Linked DNA regions of Zea mays: region 1 is linked to region 2. The links are chromatin contacts, called in public Hi-C maps. All regions are on one chromosome and are shown on one strand. Each heading gives the region's core, a stretch centred on a gene start, on an enhancer-like site or on the middle of the called end of the contact. The rest is flanking DNA. Distances are from core to core; before and after follow the strand shown.

What was found. Hi-C and Micro-C count contacts between places; a contact is called where the count stands out from the background.
Region 1: a contact with region 2 is called in a Hi-C map of leaf, with 8 times the contacts expected there. The contact joins the promoter of LOC100272854 here to the promoter of LOC100273678 in region 2. A contact is called at or near these places in 4 of 25 Hi-C or Micro-C datasets (ear, endosperm, leaf and 1 more).

Annotation. Positions count from the first base shown.
Region 1 is chr1:59,708,163-59,712,317 of Zm-B73-REFERENCE-NAM-5.0, reverse strand. It overlaps LOC100272854 (putative RING zinc finger domain superfamily protein), which reads left to right and starts at 2,181. Exons shown (of 11, transcript NM_001401435.1): 1 at 2,181-2,345; 2 at 2,438-2,525; 3 at 2,692-2,730; 4 at 2,820-2,852; 5 at 3,275-3,352; 6 at 3,466-3,509; 7 at 3,729-3,966; 8 at 4,049-4,144. The coding sequence starts at 2,296. It overlaps LOC103634826 (nuclear pore complex protein NUP93A), which reads left to right. Exons shown (of 15, transcript NM_001360139.1): 15 at 261-488. The coding sequence ends at 338.
Region 2 is chr1:59,572,450-59,576,344 of Zm-B73-REFERENCE-NAM-5.0, reverse strand. It overlaps LOC100273678, which reads left to right and starts at 2,008. Exons shown (of 7, transcript NM_001148090.1): 1 at 2,008-2,167; 2 at 2,347-2,614; 3 at 2,715-3,108; 4 at 3,333-3,530; 5 at 3,667-3,802. The coding sequence starts at 2,063.

The sequences.
Region 1 (4,155 bases), core at 932-3,431, 140 kb before region 2:
AATAATTTCCGAGGGCATATAAAGATGGATTACATTATTCTTCCTAATATAGTTTGGATTGGTTGAAAACGATGCCGTGGGAAAAAGAAGGAATATATCAGTATATTTGTTTTTTTTTTCTGTAGAAGTCAGCATTCGCAAAACGTTCATGTCTGAACCTTATCTTTTGCTGGCGTACTCAGCTTTAAATAGCGCCTTTGCTAAACATAAATGCAGTGCTTCTGGCCTTTTCTGATGCATCTTTCATTCATAACTTGCAGATCGCAAACCTTGTAGCAAGCAACATGAGCCGGAATTGGCCACAGGATTTGTATCAGAAGGTGGCACAGTGCATATGAAGTGGCTTGTGTTTTGAGTTGATCAGGAATCTGGACTAATCTGTATCAGAACTCTGAAGCTTTCAAACAATATGGTTGTCATCCCATCCTGTGTTTAATGTGTGTCAAATGTAAGATGTTTATTTTTTAAAAAAGAAATTTCCACTGATATTTTTCTGTCTTTGTCGTGGGAAAAACGGCTCACCCGTTGTTACAGAATCCTTAGGCCTTATTCGGTTGCCGATCAATCAAGGGGGGTTGAAGGGGCTTGAGGCGGAATCTCTAGCAAGTCAAAATCTTTCCTAATCCCCTCTAACCTCATAGAATGGGGAATAACCGAATGAAGCCTTAAGATCTTAAGGGGCATATTGGTCCAGTGCACATGCGTCGACAAGGACCTTTGCCAGCTGTTGGCAACTTGGCATCTCCGCCTGATTGCAGGAGTGCACGGAGCCAGATAAACATTTGTAGCCTGTATGTAAGTTACTGTTGGAAATGTCTTTGAAGACTTGTATTGTACGAGAGCATCACTGTTTGTTACGGAACATCAGCATTACTTGAGGAATCGCGAACTCCGTATGTTTATTCGAATGGTAAAGTCTCGTGGTACAGTTTAATGGAGCTGCAAAGGTAACGAAAGACGACGCCGCAATAAAGAGGATCTCAAGTTACATGGCGTATCGGTGTGGATCTTGGCCTCGTGGGGGGAGAGGATAGAACGACAAGGTGGGTGGGTCATCAAGAAAGCCCAAGTTTTCAGCGGTAAGCTCCTAGTTGTCTGTGGCCTAAAAGTGAGCGCAGATGTTAGGTCACACGCCCTGCGTCCCTTTTCTCCAAATTTTTTTTCTAAAGTTGTTTTAAATTTATAAAACAAATTCGTATAGAAAAATAATATCAAAGCTTATGACATCAAATTAACACCATTAGTACATTATAAACTACATTCTCATCATGATGTGCTTAGTCTGTATCAAATATAATCTGATTTCTTTTGACTTAAAAATAGCTTAGAAATTAATTTATCCTCTTGGTGAGGGGAAGTGGACAAGTGACGTCAAGGGTACCACCGGTAGCAGCGTGCATCAAGTTAATGAATGCATGCAACACACGCAGGCGGCAGGCGGGGCCCCGAAGCAACATCAACTTGCATGGAGATGTAGCACACCTTATCCTGATCATTACTTTATCTACACTCCACCGATGCTGAGAGTCCTCACCTGATCTGATCACTTCCCAGCCAAGCCCGGGGATACACGGAAAGGTCAGGCGAGTGGGCTTTGGGCACCAGCACACAAGGCAAAAACAAGTCGCGTCGGTTGGTCTGGGATCGGAACCACCTGTAGTGTTTACTTTATAGAATATATACGTATAGGTTTGTGTGATGCGATGGAGTGCCGAACCGACCGGATGATAGATATAGCACGGAGATCGACGGAGGCTTCCAGCAGGCAGCAGGTGAAGCCGCAGCCGCAGCCGCTTGCGAGGTCGCCGTTCTAACGCTGACTGCGGATGGCTCCTGCTCACCTGATATGGTTCTTTCTAGATTGTGAATATCTCTGCGACTGCCATGGTCGGTTACCTAGCTCTGAGCCTCGCCTCCCCATGGCATTCAAGAAGCCTCGTTGCCAGGGCGGCCAACAACAACCCCAGATACAGATACCATACCATTACGTACTAGTAGGGTCACTCACTGCGCCCAGAAGAGAAGTGCAGGGGCCCGGGCCAGGGCGACCGACCCAATCCACGACGCCCATTTCCGATTCTTGCCGTTTTCGGGCAGGCAGCCAGTCCCTTTAAAGCACCACTAGGCAGGCACTAGGCCGGTAGTATATAAAATAATGTCCTACTCCTACCCCGCCACCACGCCGCGGCAGCACAAGCCCCTCTCCGCCCCCAGCCAGCCCTCCTCAGATCTCAATCCCGGCGCTCCCTCCCTCCCTCCTCGCCTCGGGACAGCGAGCGCCGCCGTCCGCCGTCCATGGAGCACGACGCCGAGGCGCGCCGCGGGTTCGCCAGGATGGGCTTCGGGTCCGTGCTGCTGCTACTCTCTCTCTCTCTCTCTCTCTCTCTCTCTCTCTCCCCTTCTCAGGTCTTTCTGAACCCCCGTTCCTTGTGCGCAGGTGCAAGCACTACCGGAGGCGGTGCCGGATCCGCGCGCCCTGCTGCGGCGACGTCTTCCACTGCCGCCATTGCCACAACGAGTCCACGGTGCCGTGCTCCTCCTTTTTTTTCCCCACCCCTCCTCCTCTTCTTCTTGACGCCTGGCGCCTAACGCTGACCTTTGGTGCTCTGTTTCTTCCGTCCTTTTCCTTTCCTCCTTTTTCCTGATCATTGGTTGGATCTTGTTCCTGATCATTGGTTGGCCCCGGCGCAGAAAGACGGGCACGAGCTGGATCGGCACGACGTCCAATCGGTATGCACTTGTTTACCATTATTTCCGCCTCTTCTTGGACCGACACTGACCTCTCTCTCTCTCTCCTTTTCCATCCCATCCACGCCCAGGTTATCTGCCTCGTCTGTGACACCGAGCAGCCGGTGAGTAATCACTGCATCACATGAGCATGGCCCTGCCCCTGTATGAACGAAGTGGGATGTCTTTATTGTTAGACCAACTCCAGCAGACTCCCTCTCCGTATCCCTAAAACGCGCGGCCGACACATTCTCTCTCCTCTCCGTATCCGTCTCCGTTTCCAGCAACACTCCCCATCCCACTCCGCATGCAGTCTATGACACCTGGGGCCCGCCAGCAGCCGCGCGCGCCCGCAGAGAGCTGCGGAGAGGAGAGAGACAGTGTGGAAATGGGGAGTGCAGGTACAGGCCGTGCGTTTTACGGAGCCGGATGCGGAGCCTGCTGGACTGATGAATAGTGTGCCAGACTCCGCAAAATAGGGATACGGAGCCGCATGCGGAGCGCTGCTGGAGTTGGTCTTATTGTTACCTCCATCCATCTGTTACAGATCGCGCAGGTGTGCTGCAACTGCGGCGTCTGCATGGGGGAGTACTTCTGCGCAGCCTGCAACTTCTTGGACGATGACGTGAGACGCGGACCGTAGACTGTTTTCATTTACCTGAATCTGCTGCTGGCTCTGCTCGTAAACAAAACAAATGAGATGACGCTCATCTGCTGTCTGTCTGTTCGTGTGTGCAGGTTGACAAGGAGCAGTTCCATTGCGACGATTGCGGCATCTGCAGGTGCGTGCGTGCGTGTGTCTGTCCCTCTTTTTTTGTTTCTTGTTTTCTTTTCTTCCTTCCATTGCGGTCACTGAGTTACAGGATCTGAGTCGCCGCGCACAAATCGCGATTTTAGTAGGAACCCCCCCCTCTGATTAACTAACTAAGCTACTACTACCTATTGATGATGATCCAACAAAGCTGACAGAAACTGTGGTGCATTTGCATTTGTTCGAACAGAGTAGGAGGAAAGGAGAACTTCTTCCACTGCCAAAAGTGTGGTAAAGAAATAAACAAATCCATCACCAGCCATATTCACCACACCCGAGGATGTTCTGGCTCCCCATCACCAGCCATACATCATCCTGTTGTTTTTTTTTTGTTTGCACACGCAGGATCCTGCTACTCGACGACCCTTCGCGACAGGCACTGCTGCATCGAGAACTCGATGAAGAACAACTGCCCCATCTGCTACGAGGTGAGGCCGCATACTGTCTGCACCTTGTGCACGCCCTCCGCAGCTCACCGTTGGTGACCTCTGCTGCTGCTGTTGGTGCAAGGCAGTACCTGTTCGATTCGCTGAGGGAGACGTCGGTGCTCCGCTGCGGCCACACCATGCACCTGCAGTGCTTCCACGAGATGTTGAAGCACGACAAGTAAGCGCCCA
Region 2 (3,895 bases), core at 759-3,258:
CTCTTCTGCTTTGGCTATATTGCAGACGCTGGAGCGTCTTAATAAATTCCAACCAAAGAGAGCCTAAATAATGAAGTTTTTTTAATGTTAGATTGGACTCCTTTGAGATGTTACAACGCCACTGCACCAACAACATCCTTGACTGTCATTGATCATCAAGATTCATCATAACTGTCATTGGGTATGCATGATATGTGCTCAGAAGGTGATGACATTTCAAGCTTACACTTTGCCCAATTCCACAAATTGCTCGGAGGCTCAGGGCTAGAGGCACAGGGTCCAATGTGTGGTCCCATTCAATTTCGATAATAAGAGAGAGCATTTAGACACAAAAAAGTGCTCACATCCAAACTTCCATCAAGACTATCGTCCCTATGTCTAGGTTCTCTAGACCACAGGAAGTCTCGGGAGCTATTGTTGGTGATATGTACCTAGGGCACCTCACCATATGAAAAATAGCCCAAGTAGCCCAATCCACATATGTGGTACCTCATTTATTTACTTGAAGGACAGGGCATGACAAGATGTATGTAGAAACTAATTATAAGTCTAACGTGTTTTAGTTTTCTTAACAAAACTGCAAGTATAAATACATGATTTGTACTGATGATTTTCTTAACGATTTATTTGTAGTTAAGGTTTTGTTAACCTAGCATCTCTATAAATAATTTAAAACTATAATTTTTTTCTAAATTTTTGAATGATCTCGGATAGAGAAATATTCTGAACTAATAGAAGTTGTAGTATTTAAAAAGAGTAGTGGACACTACTTTTTCATTTAAAACCGTTTAGACTTCAAAAATTACGTTAATGGCACAGCTGATTCCATTTCTGTCACATCTGAAACACTTAGCAGCCGTTATTTATTGGCTGTACGTCTTGTTGACGTCCTCCTGTGCAGCCACATTGATTGACAATTAATTCATTTGACCTTTGACCATGAATATAGGACATCTTGAGTGTTAGCTTAATTTATATTAAGTAGAATAATCTGAAGAGTTTATTTGGACGTAGTCGTATTCGTTTTACTGAACAAGCCCGAAGGTCGTGGTTCAAACTTCAAACACCACGTACGGACTTGTGTTTGATTTTAACAATATAATGAATCTAGCCAGCTGGATATAACAATGCAACCCTCCAGCCTACTTCTTTGAAAAACAAAATCATATAGCTTATTTGTAATCAAGGCTAACAATAACCCACCTCTTTATACAATAATAATCTACCGTTCCCAACGATGATGTAAATAATTATATATAATCCACAATCTCAATTACTATAATGCCATCCATAGTCTATAGATCAGTATAATTCAGTTTGGGTTCAAACAAGCCAAAAATGATTACTATTTTGTTAGTTGAAAGTTACAAAAAGTTGGACTAGTAGAGATCCTAGCGATGAATATATATAAACAGCTTAAATCTACAGTTGGAGACACATGTGAATAACGTATAAAACAAACAAGATCTTAGCGATATTGTTTTGTCAGCACTCAGTAGTATATTTATATTTAATTTTGCCAGTACTCACTAAGCCCACATTCGAGGAAAAAGCAAGCACATGCACCTGACTAAATTGAAGAAACACGGGCTAAAGTACTGTGTGGACATATATAATTGGGCCACGTGGTCCGGATCCGTTCACCGGTAGGAATTGAAGGAGGGAAGGAAGGGGGGCTGCAGCTTCGTTCATCTCTTGTCCGGCCCACCCTTCTTTCATCTATCATCTTCTCTTCTTCGACGGTTCGTTTGCATGGGCATGAGCGTCATATATGGCGGGGAAATTTTTCTCTTTATCCCACAAATATATCACGCCGCCGCCGGCTGCTCCGTACAGGCGGTGGGCCACACCAAACACACACGATAATATTTTGTCAACGAATGTATATATGTACTACATCAGAAGCCAAATGCATATATACTACACTACAAATCTCTCTCTGTCTTCCTCACATCTATCTATATATATGTGCGCTGTTGCCATTCTTCCCAAAAGCTAATACAACAAGCGTACTGCACTGCAGCTCTAGAGTCCTAGACAGAGCAAGAAGTGAGCGTGTACAATGGCATCTCACAATGCTAGTGTTAGTGTCCCAGAGATGGCGTCGGGTTTCCATCCGACTGTATGGGGTGACTTCTTCATCGACTACAGTCCACAGCCATCGCAGGCATGCATGCCCTATACTACAGTACAGCTATCTTAGCAGCGATGCATGCGAACGAAATGCCATCTATATGTTTTCTTACAACCTATGTATTCCAGGACCATGCATGTCATTTTTCTTGTCTGAACAATCAGCACTGCACCATGCCACCATCATAATTGTCTATCTATGGTTTTGTGTAGAAGTCGGAGGAGTGGACAGCAGAGAGGATGAGCCAGCTAAAGGAGAAAATAGCTGGGCTATTCGGAGCCTGCACGACGACAGCCGAGCAACTCAACCTAGTGGACACGCTCCAGCATCTAAGCATAGACCACCATTTCAGCACCCAGATCCTCTCCGTCCTCACTAGCGCCCACGCCGCGGAAGAACTCAACAGCGGCGGCGCCTGTCTCCACGACGTCGCCCTTCGGTTCCGCCTGCTGCGGCAGCAAGGGTTCTGGGTGTCTCCAGGTACGTCGTAGTACGAGTACGATACGAGACAAGCTCATGCGCTGCATTGCATAGCTCTTGCATATAGTTAATATATATATATGGTCGTTCGATCTCGCAGAGGTATTCGACCGGTTCAGAGACGAAAACGGGAGCTTTGACGTCGGCGTGGCAGACGACGACGCGAGGGGGCTGCTGAGCCTATACAACGCGGCTTACCTTCTCACCCATGGAGAGGCAGAGCTCGAGGAGGCTGCATTGTTCGCCAGGCAGCGTCTTGAGTCCATGTCCATGAGAGGTAGCCTTGAGTACCCGCTGGCCCAGCAGGTGAGCCGAGCGCTCCACCTGCCACTGCCGCGGACGGTCAGAAGAGTCGAGACTCTGCATTATGTCTCGGAGTACGGAGGAGACCCGACGCATGAGCATGAGCATGACCCCTCCGTTCTGGAGTTCGCCCGGCTGGATTTCGAGCTCTTGCAACGTCTCCACGTGAAGGAGCTCAAGGCTCTTTCTAGGTATGATCAGTATATAGTGTCTGGCCATGCATCCGCATCATGAAAGGAGAGATGGCAACTGCCAAGTCTCTCAATGGTGTTCTCGGTTTTATCTGCTAGCTAAACCAAACCAGAACAGGGGCGGGACGAGTGGTTTTGCAGAAGAGAACGTATACCCTTAATTAATATCACCATTCTTAGATTTTAGAATAACAAACCTCCTGTTTGTGTCTAATCCCTCCCAGGTGGTGGAAAGATCTCTACAACGAAGCTGGAGTGACCTACTCGCGGGACCGCGTGGTGGAGTGCTACCTGTGGTCTTACACGGCGTACTACGAGGAAGAACACGCGAGGGCGAGGATGATCCTCGCTAAGATGATCGCGCTGATAATCTTGACGGACGACACCTACGACGTCCGCGCTACTCTGGAGGAGTGTCGAAGGTTCGATGAAGCTATACAGAGGTTTGGAGTGCTCCAGTTCAATCTTATTGATCTGTGCTAGGAATTGAAGAAAGCAGTTGCTCATACAATATTTGCGCTCAAAGTTGTAATAACCACTTGATTTCTCTTCTAACAGATGGGACGAGAGCGCTGTTTCTCTCCTGCCGGACTACCTGAAGAAGTTCTACCTCAAGCTGATGAACATCTTTGAGGAGTTTGAGGACGAGCTGGAACCACATGAGAAGTGCAGGGTCGCTTTTAGCAGAAAAGCGGTACAAGCACACCACCCTCTCTGTTTTTTTTTTAAAAGAAATACTTAGATTGTTTCGCTGGAAGTAAGAGGAAGACTTAATACTTTTTCTTAA